Linked DNA regions of Mus musculus: regions 2, 3 and 4 are each linked to region 1. Evidence: chromatin contacts called from public Hi-C data. All regions are on one chromosome and are shown on one strand. The core of a region is the stretch at or near the end of the contact, and the rest is flanking DNA. Distances in the headings are between cores, read along the strand shown.

Evidence for each region. A called contact is a pair of places that touch in the nucleus more often than the background predicts.
Region 2: a contact with region 1 is called in a Hi-C map of the N1E-115 cell line, with 4 times the contacts expected there. The contact joins two enhancer-like sites. A contact is called at or near these places in 9 of 484 Hi-C or Micro-C datasets (B cells, the HPC-7 cell line, the N1E-115 cell line and 5 more), 2 of 115 datasets of contacts at active chromatin or transcription factors (bone marrow-derived dendritic cells and large pre-B cells) and 1 of 9 other capture datasets (embryonic stem cells).
Region 3: a contact with region 1 is called in a Hi-C map of the N1E-115 cell line, with 10 times the contacts expected there. The contact joins two enhancer-like sites. A contact is called at or near these places in 1 of 15 datasets of contacts at CTCF or cohesin (pro-B cells), 20 of 484 Hi-C or Micro-C datasets (B cells, the Ba/F3 cell line, the G1E-ER4 cell line and 14 more) and 1 of 115 datasets of contacts at active chromatin or transcription factors (embryonic fibroblasts).
Region 4: a Hi-C map of the N1E-115 cell line shows a contact between it and region 1, with 25 times the contacts expected there. The contact joins two enhancer-like sites. A contact is called at or near these places in 2 of 39 promoter capture datasets (the 3T3-L1 cell line and hippocampal neurons), 1 of 15 datasets of contacts at CTCF or cohesin (large pre-B cells), 3 of 484 Hi-C or Micro-C datasets (the HPC-7 cell line, the N1E-115 cell line and nephron progenitors) and 1 of 115 datasets of contacts at active chromatin or transcription factors (T-cell acute lymphoblastic leukemia).

The regions. Positions count from the first base shown.
Region 1 is chr1:81,298,680-81,302,009 of GRCm38.p6, reverse strand. All of the region lies in intron 6 of Nyap2 (neuronal tyrosine-phophorylated phosphoinositide 3-kinase adaptor 2), which reads right to left. Among named protein-coding and RNA genes, the nearest start is that of Nyap2, 220 kb to the right of the region's middle. Within about 2 kb of position 1,694, at least 19 of the 459 cell types and tissues checked have an H3K27ac peak or open chromatin away from gene starts, as enhancers often do. A contact at or near this core is called in the N1E-115 cell line, where this site is marked.
Region 2 is chr1:80,604,651-80,607,823 of GRCm38.p6, reverse strand. It overlaps Dock10 (dedicator of cytokinesis 10), which reads left to right. Exons shown (of 56, transcript NM_175291.4): 5 at 1,199-1,271; 6 at 1,537-1,659; 7 at 1,899-2,033. Among named protein-coding and RNA genes, the nearest start is that of Dock10, 150 kb to the left of the region's middle. Within about 2 kb of position 1,408, at least 38 of the 459 cell types and tissues checked have an H3K27ac peak or open chromatin away from gene starts, as enhancers often do. A contact at or near this core is called in the N1E-115 cell line, where this site is marked.
Region 3 is chr1:80,720,833-80,724,208 of GRCm38.p6, reverse strand. The region is part of intron 1 of Dock10 (dedicator of cytokinesis 10); the gene reads left to right. Among named protein-coding and RNA genes, the nearest start is that of Dock10, 36 kb to the left of the region's middle. Within about 2 kb of position 1,353, at least 29 of the 459 cell types and tissues checked have an H3K27ac peak or open chromatin away from gene starts, as enhancers often do. A contact at or near this core is called in the N1E-115 cell line, where this site is marked.
Region 4 is chr1:80,406,964-80,410,414 of GRCm38.p6, reverse strand. No RefSeq gene overlaps it. Among named protein-coding and RNA genes, the nearest start is that of Gm38673, 19 kb to the left of the region's middle. Within about 2 kb of position 1,689, at least 32 of the 459 cell types and tissues checked have an H3K27ac peak or open chromatin away from gene starts, as enhancers often do. A contact at or near this core is called in the N1E-115 cell line, where this site is marked.

The DNA of each region.
Region 1 (3,330 bases), core at 445-2,944:
ACAAGGGGCGTTGGATACAGTTGCTCATTTTCCTCACTCAGGAGGTGTGTTTACAAGTAAGACTTTAAAAGCAACCCTGCCTTTGAAGAGCTGGTTGTACTATACATTTCGGTTGCTAGGGGGAGCCATGTATCCACTTTATTTGTTAAAGTTCTCCAAGCAGTGTGGGGCAGGCTTGTTGAAGCCCCATTGGTTTCTGTTGTTAAAGGTGTATTCCACAGAGTGCATGCTGGTGTTTAAAGAAAACAATGTATTTGAATCAGTGATACATCTTAAAGCATATGCTGACCATTCTGACCATAGCATCTTCTTTCTCCTAACCACAAAAGTTGATAGCATCCTAGATAGCTGTAGAATTTCCATTGCATTCATTTGTCATTTAATCTAGATAGGACAATAAATAACAGTAGATGACAGGGGAGCTGAAATGACACTGGTAGTCAGTTTCCACTTACATTTTATCCAAACCACACATGATAAATACAGGACAAGAAAAAGTCACTACCCTAGCAAATTCTGAGTGTTTAATTTCTCACAGGATTACATAGGAATACTGGGGTGAACTAAGTCACCCATCTGCATCCAACTTCTTTGTTACATCAGTGGCCAGAAGTCTCCTCTCAAAATTTTCCAGCAATCCGAAAAATTTGAGTATTTGAGAGAGTAAAATGATGTATGGCAAGAAGAGAAAGAATAAATATTATCCCTAATCCTTTTCATATATAAAAATACATTTATATTTAGTACACAATAATATTATATCAGTTATAATAATATAATTGATATTTTAAATTTGAAATTATATATAATTTATATAATATACTTATATAATATAAATGTATATTATTTTTATATAATATGAATCATATATTTATAATCACACTGATTCTCAACAATACTATTAAACAAATAATACTTCCCATACTCTACAGATAAAAAAACAGGCTCCCTGGAAAAAAGAAGAGTGACGCATTTAAGCGTTTCAGTTCATAACTTCTAGCATCCCATAAGCAAGACACGCTGGACAGCTTGTGTCAGCCAGCTCACACTGGCATTCTCTCTTGCCACATGGGGGAGTAAGAGCACCTGTTTGATATAGAACAGAACAGAAAGGCTCCACCCATGTCCTTGTACATCCTACAGGCAAGAAGCAGAGATAACAATAAACAGCATGGGATCGTCACTGTGAAAACTTCACCTCAGATCCTCCCATAACATCTGTGCCTTTCACACACTAAAGAATATTCTTCAGCTACTTTATAATTTTTCCATTGCCTTAGTTTTGACTTCTGATGATAAGGGTATAAAGGACACATCCAGGTACAGAGAACTAGCAGCTAGCAGACACCCTCAGAGTCCTTTGACCTAAGTGCCACCCCATGGGTTTGAATCTTCTTAGACGGAGTTGTAAATTGCATCAATCTGCCTCATTCCTGGTAGCGATGGAGATGGATAATAAGTGTGTTGGGGACAGGTATGAGTTTGTAGTTTCTGCTCAGTAGCAGATTTCTTGAGATGCTTGTTATGAGACTGTTAAACTTAAAAAGTGGCCTCTAAATATCTGGTCCTTAAAGCATAATGACCATACAAATCTAAATAATATGCTAAAATATCCTGTGACACCAATGTTTATAAAATGTAATCAGAATTCCTGCATGAACATAGAAATCAAATAATTCCAACATTTCAACATCCAGCTGGCATTGAAAAGTAATCTTTCACATATTTAAATCTGACTTTAATTAAATACAATAGAATGCCTTACAGAAAACTCAAGCCTTGCATGTTTTTTAACCAATAAGACAGAAGTATTGAGAGCACATAGAAAGTATTGGGGATTTTCATACTTGCGTTATACTAATGCAACATCGTTATAATGTATAGCTATAGGTTAATTTAGTCACCGGTAGTCTTATTACTAACATTAATTTATTCCATATTTCACAAAGCTAGATACAATCTTCAACAAATTTCATGGAAATAAATGTTATTTATGGAAAATAGGCTTTGCAAATACAATTTATTTTTCAGCTGGAAATTAGTTCACGAGAAATAATTCCCCAACGTGAGCTGACTTTGTGTAATGATCTTTGTGGTTGTTTTGATGTCCCTCTTTTGGGGCTTTTCTGTAATGAATGCATGCTGGGCTGACCTCAAGGCATACTAACATGAATGGCAGATGCTACTGGCCAAATCTCTGGCATGGCTTACAGGGATCTCTTCTGTGGGGAAGCTCGGTGTTCAGTAAGAGGTCAGCCTGGGGCGGAGAGCCGCCTGCTCTGGTTTGGTCATTCCTCTGCTTCCATATTAGATAACCTTAAATGCACAACGGAGCCAGCTAAGTAACCACACCAGTGTGCTCTAGAGAGTTTCCTAATTTTGTGTTGGAAGAGATTAATTTCGATATCACACTCTTTAACAGTTTTTCAATATTTGAGAGACGGTAGAGAAAGGGTCATTTTGTCACTGTGACTAAGAGGCAAGTATGCCCTGTCAACTTATTCTGTGATCCTTGAAGTAGTTAGGATGGCTACATTTACATACAAAGGCCTTTGGTAATTTAAATTAAGAAATCCTAAATGGCACTTGAGATGCACCTGAGAGAGACAAGTGCTTGCAGATATTCATTCACCCAGAAATTAAAGACTGTGCATAGTTTAGTAGGGCAAAAATACTAAGACGCACAATGTTTCTCATTACAAAATGCAGTTATTCTGCTTCGTTATGGTTTTAAAACCTCCTGACATTTACCATATTGATGAGTGTGCACTTGGATGATCAGTGCTGGACAGTTTCCTAGATCTTGTCATTGGTTGTATAACATCCTGTTTCAGTCGAGCATCATAGAGGGAGACACAAGAGCCGGAAAGTGGAACAACTGTTCTAAAATCCTATCATCCCGCTTAACACCCATAATACCTCATGGCAACAATAACGAAACTTCACCAATTAAGTTAAGGTATTTGGTTCCTATTGGTTGAGTTACAAAATGATATTTACATAGTAGTGGTTTTCCTTGTCCTAAATTCCCATTCAGAGCCATGCACCCAAATGAACATTGAAACAACATAGTATACTATAAAGGAATAAATGGTAGTTTAGCTTATGCCTTTATTTCTTATCTCTTTTCTCCAAGTGATAATGAAGATCTCATTTGCCATGCACAGACGCTTACATTCTCTTTTCTGAGAATATTTCTGATATTGTTGGCTTAAGAGAGAGAAATGCCATTTATTTATAAGCTTGCCTTATTAATCTACAGCTGTTCGTAAATATCTAAATTATCTGGTTGGCTAATTTGTCTCTATGGCCTAAGAATGAATAAAGACT
Region 2 (3,173 bases), core at 159-2,658, 690 kb after region 1:
ATACATTACTCTATTTGAGTGGGCTTCTGAGGAGCTACCACACGGGCATGACAGAACCTGAGAGCCAAAACATAGCCTGCCTCTGGAGAATCAAGTCCATTCATGCCTGAGGCTGCTTGTGCAATCATCCAGTGACATTGGATATGTCACATACTGGTGACCCAGAAACGCTCACAAAAGTGTCATTGCTTAGTAACCTGCTTCAGAATGCAGGGGGGGGGGCAAAACACTACGACTTATATCCATCCTCTTTGCTCTCTCATTCAATACAAAAAGATATGTACACATCTACATCAGTTTATAACTCCTCCAGATATAAGATACAATTTGCTAAACACATAAAACTCAAGAAGAATGAAGACTGAAGTGTGGACACTATGCCCCTCCTTAGAATTGGGAACAAAACACCCTTGGAAGGAGTTACAGAGACAGAGTTTGGAACTGTGATGAAAGGATGGACCATGTAGAGACTGCCATATCCAGGGATCCACCCCATAATCAGCTTCCAAATGCTGACACCATTGCATACACTAGCAAGATTTTGCTGAAAGGACCCAGATATAGCTGTCTCTTGTGAGACTATGCCGGGGCCTAGCAAACACAGAAGTGGATGCTCACAGTCAGCTAGTGGATGGATCACAGGGCTCCCAATGGAGGAGCTAGAGAAAGTATCCAAGGAGCTAAAGGGATCTGCAACCCTATAGGTGGAACAACAATATGAACTAACCAGTACCCCGGAGCTCTTAACTCTAGCTGCATATGTATCAAAAGATGGCCTAGTCGGCCATCACTGGAAAGAGAGGCCCATTGGACTTGCAAACTTTATATGCCCCAGTACAGGGGAACGCCAGGGCCAAAAAAATGGGAATGGGTGGGTAGGGAAGTGGGGGTGGGGGAGGGTATGGGGGACTTTTGGGATAGCATTGGAAATGTAATTGAGGAAAATACGTAATAAAAAAAATAACTCCTCCATTTAAAATGTGCACTTAGTAGAGATAAGATACAAGGTCCTAAAGGGAAAGTTAACACTTCCCAGAGAAAAAGAACCCCCAGATATTAAGGTTGCAAAGCTTACAAAACCTGAAACAATGTTAATGGAATCGGTGTGATCTTGGGAATGGAAGAAAACAGAAGCAAGATAATCAAATGACAAAATAGACTTTTTTTCTCTCTCTCTTTCTTCTTTTTTAAATATCAGAGCAGAACACAAGCCAGAGAAACTTCCTTCACATTCCTTTGAGGTTGACCATGAAGATGCTGATAAGGATGAAGTAAGTGGCTGTTGCAAGGGACAGGTTAAAGCATGGGGGCAATTAGTTCCTGGCTGCACTGGCTTCTTTGTAATCTCTTTCTAGTGAGCAGCAGGAGCCGGTTGTGTTGGGGCTTTTAGGCAAAATGAATCATGTTTGTTTTGACAGGGAACACGATTATTACGGATGAGTCAAGGAGGAAAAGAAGTCTCCTTTTTAAGTGCAGTGTCTAAGATCTGGGCTCCGCAAGGCTTGGCTGCCTTGCTAATGATGACTTTTGTTTCAGGATACCACATCCCACTCATCATCCAAGGGCGGTGGGGGAGCTGGAGGTACTGGTGTGTTCAAGTCTGGCTGGCTTTACAAGGGGAATTTTAACAGCACTGTGAACAATACTGTCACTGTTCGGGTAAGGACACTTCAAAACCAATCCCGGATCTTCCACCTTTCTGTATATCCCTTCTCAAGGCACAGCATGGAGAAAAGCCATTTGCATGAAATTTATGTTTTCTCTAATATTTTAATTATACAGAAGTCAGAGCCTCTGCTCTAAATGCAATGCTCTGCTGATAAAATTAATCTGAAGCCTTGTCATTTCCATGAGTAACAGTGTAACACAATTCAAACTCTCTCCTATCTTCTCTTTAGTCATTCAAAAAGCGCTACTTCCAGCTGACTCAGTTGCCTGATAACTCCTACATTATGAACTTTTACAAAGATGAAAAGATATCCAAAGAGCCCAAGGGCTGCATCTTTTTGGATTCCTGCACAGGTGTAGTACAGGTGAGTGAAAAATCATCTTCCCCATGGTGGTTATATTTTTGTTGCATGATACATGTAGTAAACACTTAGAATATATCTTGTAAGTCAAGAGCTGTTCTAGCCTCTGGGAACTTGCTGAGAAACACATAGTCTAGATCCATACTTCCACAAAAGTAAGTTTTAGTAAAGAGAAGAGAAAGAAAGAAAGAAAGAAAGAAAGAAAGAGAGAGAGAGAGAGAGAGAGAGAGAGAGAGAAAGAAAGAAAGAAAGAGAGAGAAGGAAAGAAAGAAAGAAAGAAAGAAAGAAAGAAAGAAAGAAAGAAAGAAGGAAAGAAAGAAAGAAAGAAAGAAAGAGAGAGAGAAGGAGAGAGAGAAGCAAAGAATCAAATGAACAGTGGAATCAATTGTTTTGTTTTGTTTTTTTCACTGAAAAGCAACAAAAAGAGGTGAGCAGAAGGTCAGACAAGATGTACGCTGTGGTATTTGGATGTGAATGGAATATTGATATTTGAAAGGGGGCATTTTTGAAAGGATGCAAAAATAATTAAAACAAAAAGAGACTCAAAGATCTATGGAAGAAAGGGTATGTGGGAGCAGTAAGCCCTGAGTCCTGAGGTCTAAACAAGACTGAGCTATTTCCTCAAGCACAAGAAGAAAATGACCCTTACCCCATCTACAGCCTAGAAAACCACTGAACTAATGAAATTCATGAGGGAGACATGGCAGTCACATAGCTTGGTGTATATACTTTACAAACCATCTTCCCTTTATTACCAGGTAATAAGTTCCACTTATACACACATCATCTGTCTTTGAAGTGGAGATTTTCTTTACAGTCACAGATTCCTTTGAGTGCCAAGAGTTTACAGACAAGACTATTCTGGAAACTCCTGACCTTCAAATTATTGTTCTTAATATTGCATGTGGCAAGCAGAAGAAGAAGAATTTTGTGGTTATCTCCCAGTTCATGGACATTGGATGCCCTTTCTTTAAAAATCAAACAAACAAACAAACAAACACATAAAAATCTGGGTTTTTTTTTACTTAAAAGTTGAAGCAATTAAGTATTGTAGCAATCACTCCTCAAATTTTACAGTAAGACCCAGACCTTTACAGAGCCTGTAATGTCATAGCTGAGTTTCCATCCTGAACTATTATGGAG
Region 3 (3,376 bases), core at 104-2,603, 580 kb after region 1:
AATGCTTAGCTGCGCAGCTCTGGGAAGTTACCTCAAACTCTCTGAGCCTCAGCTTTCTCAACTTTGAGAATGCATGAGTTTCCTTGAGCTGCTAGTGCAGATGACTACCACGTGACTTGTAATATCTGAAATTTGCCTTGTCACAAGCCAAAGTCTGAAAGCAAAGCAGTAAGTCTATTCTATCTCTGGGGCAGGTCTGTGATGCCTCTCCCAGTATGTAGTAGCAGCACCAGATATTTGGGGACTGGACTATATGACTCTAGGGTCTGCCTACATCTTTTAAAGGCTTTTTGTTGTTGTTGTGTGTTTTTTTTTCTTCTGTCTCTTCACTCTCTGTCTCTTGCTCTGTGTGATCCAGCATGTCCTTACTTTCAGACCTATGGCTTCTCTCTAAATACCTGTGTTTTTGAAAACAGGACCCATTCTGTGTTCTAGAGATTTGAAGGTGGCATGTCTTGAGGGATAGGGTACCATTCAGCCTACTATAGTAATAACAATGTATTTGTGTTGCAGATTAAATAAGGGAGTGGGAGGATATTGGGAGCTTGAGAACTGCTAGTCATCATTTCATGATTATTAAGTATCTCTTAATATTGCCATTATGACACGTACTTTTGAGAGAACAGGCTGCATTCAACAGGAAGCTCTACTGTGACTCACAGAGAAGCATCTCTGAGACTCCGTTTGGAATGTTTGAAACAAAAGAAAGATGATGCTCTTTCCCCCATAGTTTATAAATCCTTGATCTGACTTTGACAGGGATTTTGGCTATGATGTAATCATCATGGTCATGTGGTCCTCACCATTGTGTCATCGTCTTTGCCATTGTCGTTGTTGTCAGTTGTTATCTGTCCACTTGGTGCAGACCACACGGATCTGGTCATTCCAATTCTTCAGTGAGTACTGAGAATCTAGGACAATCTTAACTCCTCCAGTCCAGGAAGCTGTGAGAAGCAGGGTCTGTCACTCCTCTCCATCTGTGGATATAAATGACTGACTGGCTGAGTGTCTGAACATCCTCCTGAGATATCGTGTAGCCATTTTCAGTGTAACCAGTAGCCTCTGAAACAATGTGTTTCAATATTCTCATTTGTTCAGGAGAACTGAAAAATTAATGAAATCCCTGCCAGGAAAATATTAATGATATGTCTGTCAATAATGGACACTCAGAAGTAGGAGAAGCTTTTTGTCTTAAACTCAGTATGATGCTTGATGCTGCATGCTGTAGCTGCCTTTATCAGCAGTGCAGTTAGGGACTAAGACCTGGATAAATGAGAACATGGGTAAATGGTGTTAGGGATAGCATTACTTCCTTCTTACAAGACAGCTCTTGAAGCGTCCTCTCTGCGTGGACACCAGGGGGCGATGCTTATGTGGAAAATGCCAGCAGAGTTACCTTCTAAGGCTGTTTGCTTCTGAAGCTTGAGCCTCTCGTCTTTAAAGAACTTATTATCTTCATTTTTCTACCCCATAACAGTTATCCAACACACATGGCCAACAGCAGATAGCTTCTTAGACACCACATCTAAACCTCTTGACTGAACTGACTGGCCCTCTATAGCCATGGTGGTCCAAAAGTTCTCTATCCTTCTTAGAATTCAAATGTTGCAATCTTAACACCAAAGCAGTGAAACCAGAAAGATCGAGGGAATGAGAGTCCAGTTGTTAGAGGGCAGCATAGTCCTTATCAATGGACTCAAGCCTGAGGCAGCTGTTTCCAGCAAATGAGAACTTGGATGTTAACATGTGTAACCTAGAAGGCAGATCCCTCTTCTGACTCTAAATCTACCAGTGACTTGGTCCAGGACTTCTCTATCCATTCAAAATATAAACAATCAGTTTATATTGAGTATGACACCCTGTTTGTGGTAGCTATGACAATTGGAATAGAATGAAATATTATCTCTCCACAGTTCAGTGATTAAAACTCTGAAGATAACTCCAGTGCCCATAAAAGTCCTCATCTGCCTGTTGTTTACATGAGATAGCATTAAACCATTTTCAGTAGGCGAGCTCTCCAATTAGCACATTTTGAAGCAAATGAACACAGCTGCTAGTGGTTGGCTTTTCTCCTTAGTAATAGCTTGAATTATCTATGCCTTTCTCAGAGAGGAAGGCATAGAGGCACTAGCTGGCACATCTCAGCCCCTTTATCCAGCCCTGATAATGACATGGACATCCTTGAGACACTGTGAACATGTTAAAAATTCTCTTGGCCTTCTGACAAGTGTGGCACGATAGCTGTCCGTGAATCAAGAACAGGAAATGCTCAGGATGATACCGTCACTTCTTCCAGTTTTGAAGTGTTCTCCTTGAAGTTTTTCATGAAGGACTTTGATAATAATTATGATTCTCCAAGGATTGTTCTGAACAAAGCATTTATTTCTAGATGCTAAGAGAACTTTAACATTCATGAATCTTCCTTTGAGTTTTTAAATGCCAGCAAGAGATGATTAGAAAATGCATCAATGAAACTGAAGTCAGTTTTCTATGATGTGCAAAACTTGTGGGGGGGGGGTGAGGGGGAGAGAGAGAGAGAGAGAGAGAGAGAGAGAGAGAGAGAAATGGATGATTTCAATGTTGTTTTACAGCTGAAAAGACATAGCTCTTGTGGCTTCAAAAGGCTCATCATAAGTCTTCCTTAGAGACACTGTGTTTTTGAACAAAAGGTGTATAAAATTGAAAGTCACATTCTTTTTGCCTTGACAATCCTCTTTGTTTCTATCTCAAGGTCACTTGTGAGTCTAACACTAATTGCTTTAGTGCCATGTGACATCAGACAGGATGCAGTCTGAAGGATGATCCAAGGGATGCTGTGATACTGCACACAATAATGCTCTCAACCCATGCTGAGCTTGTCTGAGCATTTGCTACGCAGTGCAATACAGTTTAGTGTCCACTGTTGGGTTCCGTAAAGTTGCAATTCTCAGTTGGGAAGCTGTGAAAGGCTGCTTCTTGAAATTTAAAATTTTCTTTATCAAAATTTGTCAACAAATCATACAACACTCTAAAGAATCCATGAAAATTAATGAAGAAATATATATATGAATAGTATTACCTCAGGAAAGAATAATTTTACATATATATACATATATACTCATATATATGCTATACACACACACACACACACACATACATACATTGTTTTTACCAATGTATATGAGGGCAAGGGAAGCTATCTGTGTCCCAGTGCATATTACACTATTTTCAGGACCTAGAATAGCATCGAACAGCACAGTAAATACTAACTCAATGAGAAGAGAGAAAGAGAGACAACAGGGAAGGAAAGCTGATATGCTAATGTCACAAAGCAGAGTATCATTCACTGTAGTGGCCTTGTGAATGCCATCCTAGACAAGATCCTCACAGGAAGTTT
Region 4 (3,451 bases), core at 440-2,939, 890 kb after region 1:
CCAGCTGAACTGAGATCAGCTGCAAGTTCAAAGAGACCTTGTATTTAAAAAACAAAGAAGGAAGGAAGGAGAAGGAAAATATGGCCCTACCTTAACCCCATGCCTCTGCACAAATGAGCACACTCCTTTGTACATGTTCTACACTCAATACAGAGAGATAGACAGAGAGCAGAACACACACACACACACGTTTATCAGTTCAGGCTAGTAATCATTTTCAGTGTCCTTTAGACACTTAGACACTTTAGACAGAGACATTTTCAAAACATTTTTAAATGATACCTTCCTTTATTAATACAACCCTTAGGGAATATAAAGTAGGTAATATTTACTGACATGCTATTTAAGTTGCAGGAAAATCTAGTCCTCAAAAGAATAATCTCTGGCCAGGATCCTCGATAAGACTTTTCCATACATCTTGTTCAGGTTAAATCAGTAGCCCAATGTTTCTGTGCTTTGTCAAAAAAAGACTTTTTTTTTTTTTTTCTGGTCGTGTAGGTCTGTATCTAAGGGCTTCATCTTACAAGTCAATTCCACATCCTGCCTTGAAGCTCTCTGCTTTGCACTTCCCCGATGCTATAAGTCTTGTTTACTGATTTTGTGCCTGACTGGGAGAATTTATGGTCTGGGAAGAATTGCAGCCAGGGCTCAATCAGCAATTCATCTTCAGCTCACTTTGAACGACTTACCAAAAAAAAAAAAAAAAAAAAAAAAAAAAAAAAACCATTCAGAAGTATGGCATCTTAAAACAAATGTGGGGTTTTTTTTTTTCTCCTTTTGAATGCAGTTTTCCCACATGCTAATAGTAACAGAGAACTGAGTGTTATTGCCTACAGAGTCCTACCATGTACCCATTTCTAAGTTGTTAGGGCTTTGTTTAGCCTTAGAGACGACAGAACAGCATCACCAGAAGCTTGCTATTATGGACGTAAATCATATGACTCTAAAAGCGAGTGTCTGTAGCTTGTGCCATAAATGCTAACATGAATACACTAGAATCTGTCTGGTCAAAGTGGATATGTATCTTTGATGTGTATGTGTGTTTCATAATGAGAGCTATTTTGAGCGAAGACATTTTGTTTAGATTTGGATGTTGTGTTTACCCTGCTTAGTTAGGCCTTCTTCGCAAATGTTTATTAAATCTTCAAAAAGATACAGGTCTCTGTCTAAATCCCTCTAGACTTATCTTTCACACCTTTAGTCATATAGTTTATTAATTGTAGCACATTCCTGGACAAATAGTATAAGGTAGAAATCTAAGCAAAATTTAGTGGCCCTGATATTTCCATACATTCTAGTCTTGACAAATGAACCGAATTATAAAGATGATGTTTAAATAGTTACTCTTGTCGCCATGACAGAGTCGAAGAAATGTGCCACCTCTTGCTAATTAACTGTTGTTTCTTTTGTTTAGTGATTTTTAATTTCCTGCTTATGAAAGGGATTTGTCATTAAAGATCCACTGCTTTATTCAATTAGTGTGATGAGAAAGCCTCAGAAGGGAGGCAAACTGGATTGTCTAATTACCTAAATTGTGCTAATTAGCCCCACGTGGTAAAGCCTTCCACCCTTTGCAAACCTTGAATTCGTGGCCTCTCAAATTAGCAAGTTGCTTTCAGTTGCAAGGTCCTCATGAAGGAGATTGGCATCTTGCCCACATCCTCCTGGGTTCACAATGATGCTGTTAATGTGACCTCTAGAGGGCGATCCTTCCTAATTTTCATAGGCTCTGGCTCCAGAGGCAGGGGCTGGAGGGCTCACTCAGTTTCAAACTAGGCAAGATCCCCTGTGAGGACCACAAAACAGGAAAAGTCACTAAGGCTTCCAAGCTCCCTGTGGCACATCAAGAACTCGTTTTTCACTTCTCAAACCATCCTCTCCCTTCATTGATGTAGTGATCCAGTGAAGTACCATCCACCTGTGTACTGAACCAGGCCATCTTTCGCATGCTACTTTATTTCTTAATATTCCATGTGGACATAGAAATTCAGTATGTGTCCCATCTTCCTCGCTTTTACTTGGTTTTGTTTTCTTACACATAGATTTTACTGCACAAAATAAATAAATAAATCGTTACTAGTAACCAATATGTCAACTAAGAAATGCTGGCTAGCCATGTACTGTGACAATGCACTATATATATATATATATATATATAGTATATAACTGCTGAGAGGCTCTGCCAGTGCCTGACAAATACAGAAGTGGATGCTCACAGTCATCCATTGGACAGAGCACTGGGTCCCTAATGAAGGACCTAGAGAAAGTACCCAAGGAGCTGAAGGGGTTTGCAGCCCCATAGGAGAACCAACAATATGAACTAACCAGTACCCCCAGAGCTCCCTGGGACTAAACCATCAACCAAAGAAAACACATGGTACTCTAGCTGCATGTGTAGCAGAGGATGGCCTAGTCGGTCATCAATGGGAGGAGAGGCCCTTGGTCCTGTGAAGGCTCTATGCCCCAATATAGGGGAATGCCAGGGGCAGGAGTGGAAGTGGGTGGGTTGGGGAGCAGGGGAAGGGGAAGAGGATGGGGAATTTTCGGAGGGGAAACTAGGAAAAGGGATAACGTTTGAAATGTAAATAAAGAAAATAATAATTTTTTTTAAAAAAAGGAATTAAACTCCCCCAAATCATTTTCCAAGGAACTTAATTCTCCTTGATAAAAACAGAATTGAACCTCCAAGTTTTAAGATGCTTATCTGAGATTTAGTTGCAGATCCATGCCCAGTCTAGAATTCCACCACTAGCCTCTGCAAATATTACAAGGACTCACATCCCCTGAGCCCTTCCCATGTGCCAGGAACCACCCGGTGCCTCTCCTGGTATCATTTAATGTAGGTGTATCTTTGGTATGTGCGAGTTCCAGACAACGACTAAGCAATGTGTCCACTCATTTTACAAATGATGACTTTGGTGCTCAGAGATATTAACTGGCCCTGCATTACACTGCTGTAGGTTTAAGTAGAACGGAAGCTACCCTTCCCTACCCAGTCTGTTTTCTTGCCCACTGCTTCTTCATCCATCTGTAAAACCTCCTTAAATGTCCACATCTTATACATTTTAAGTATTTGTTGTCCTTTTTGGTTTTCAAGGATAGTTAAGAGAATTCAGATAAATCTCAGGAAAAGAAGAAGAAGAATAGATTGTTTCAGCCTCTTCACCTCACAGCAAAGCAGACTCGGGTGGCTTGAAATTTTCTAAACCTTGATTGCAGAAGAGGTATTGAATATGTATAAATTGTACCTTCTGGGATTAGATCGCCTACCCTGAAATTTCAGAGCCCTCACCAACACCACTTACGAGCTGACTTTAAACAAGTTACCTGGCTCCTTTAGGCCCCACTTTTTTTTTCCCATTTTTTATTAGGTATTTAGCTCATTTACATTTCCAATGCTATACCAAAAGTCCCCCATACCCACCCACCCCCACTCCCCTACCCACCCACT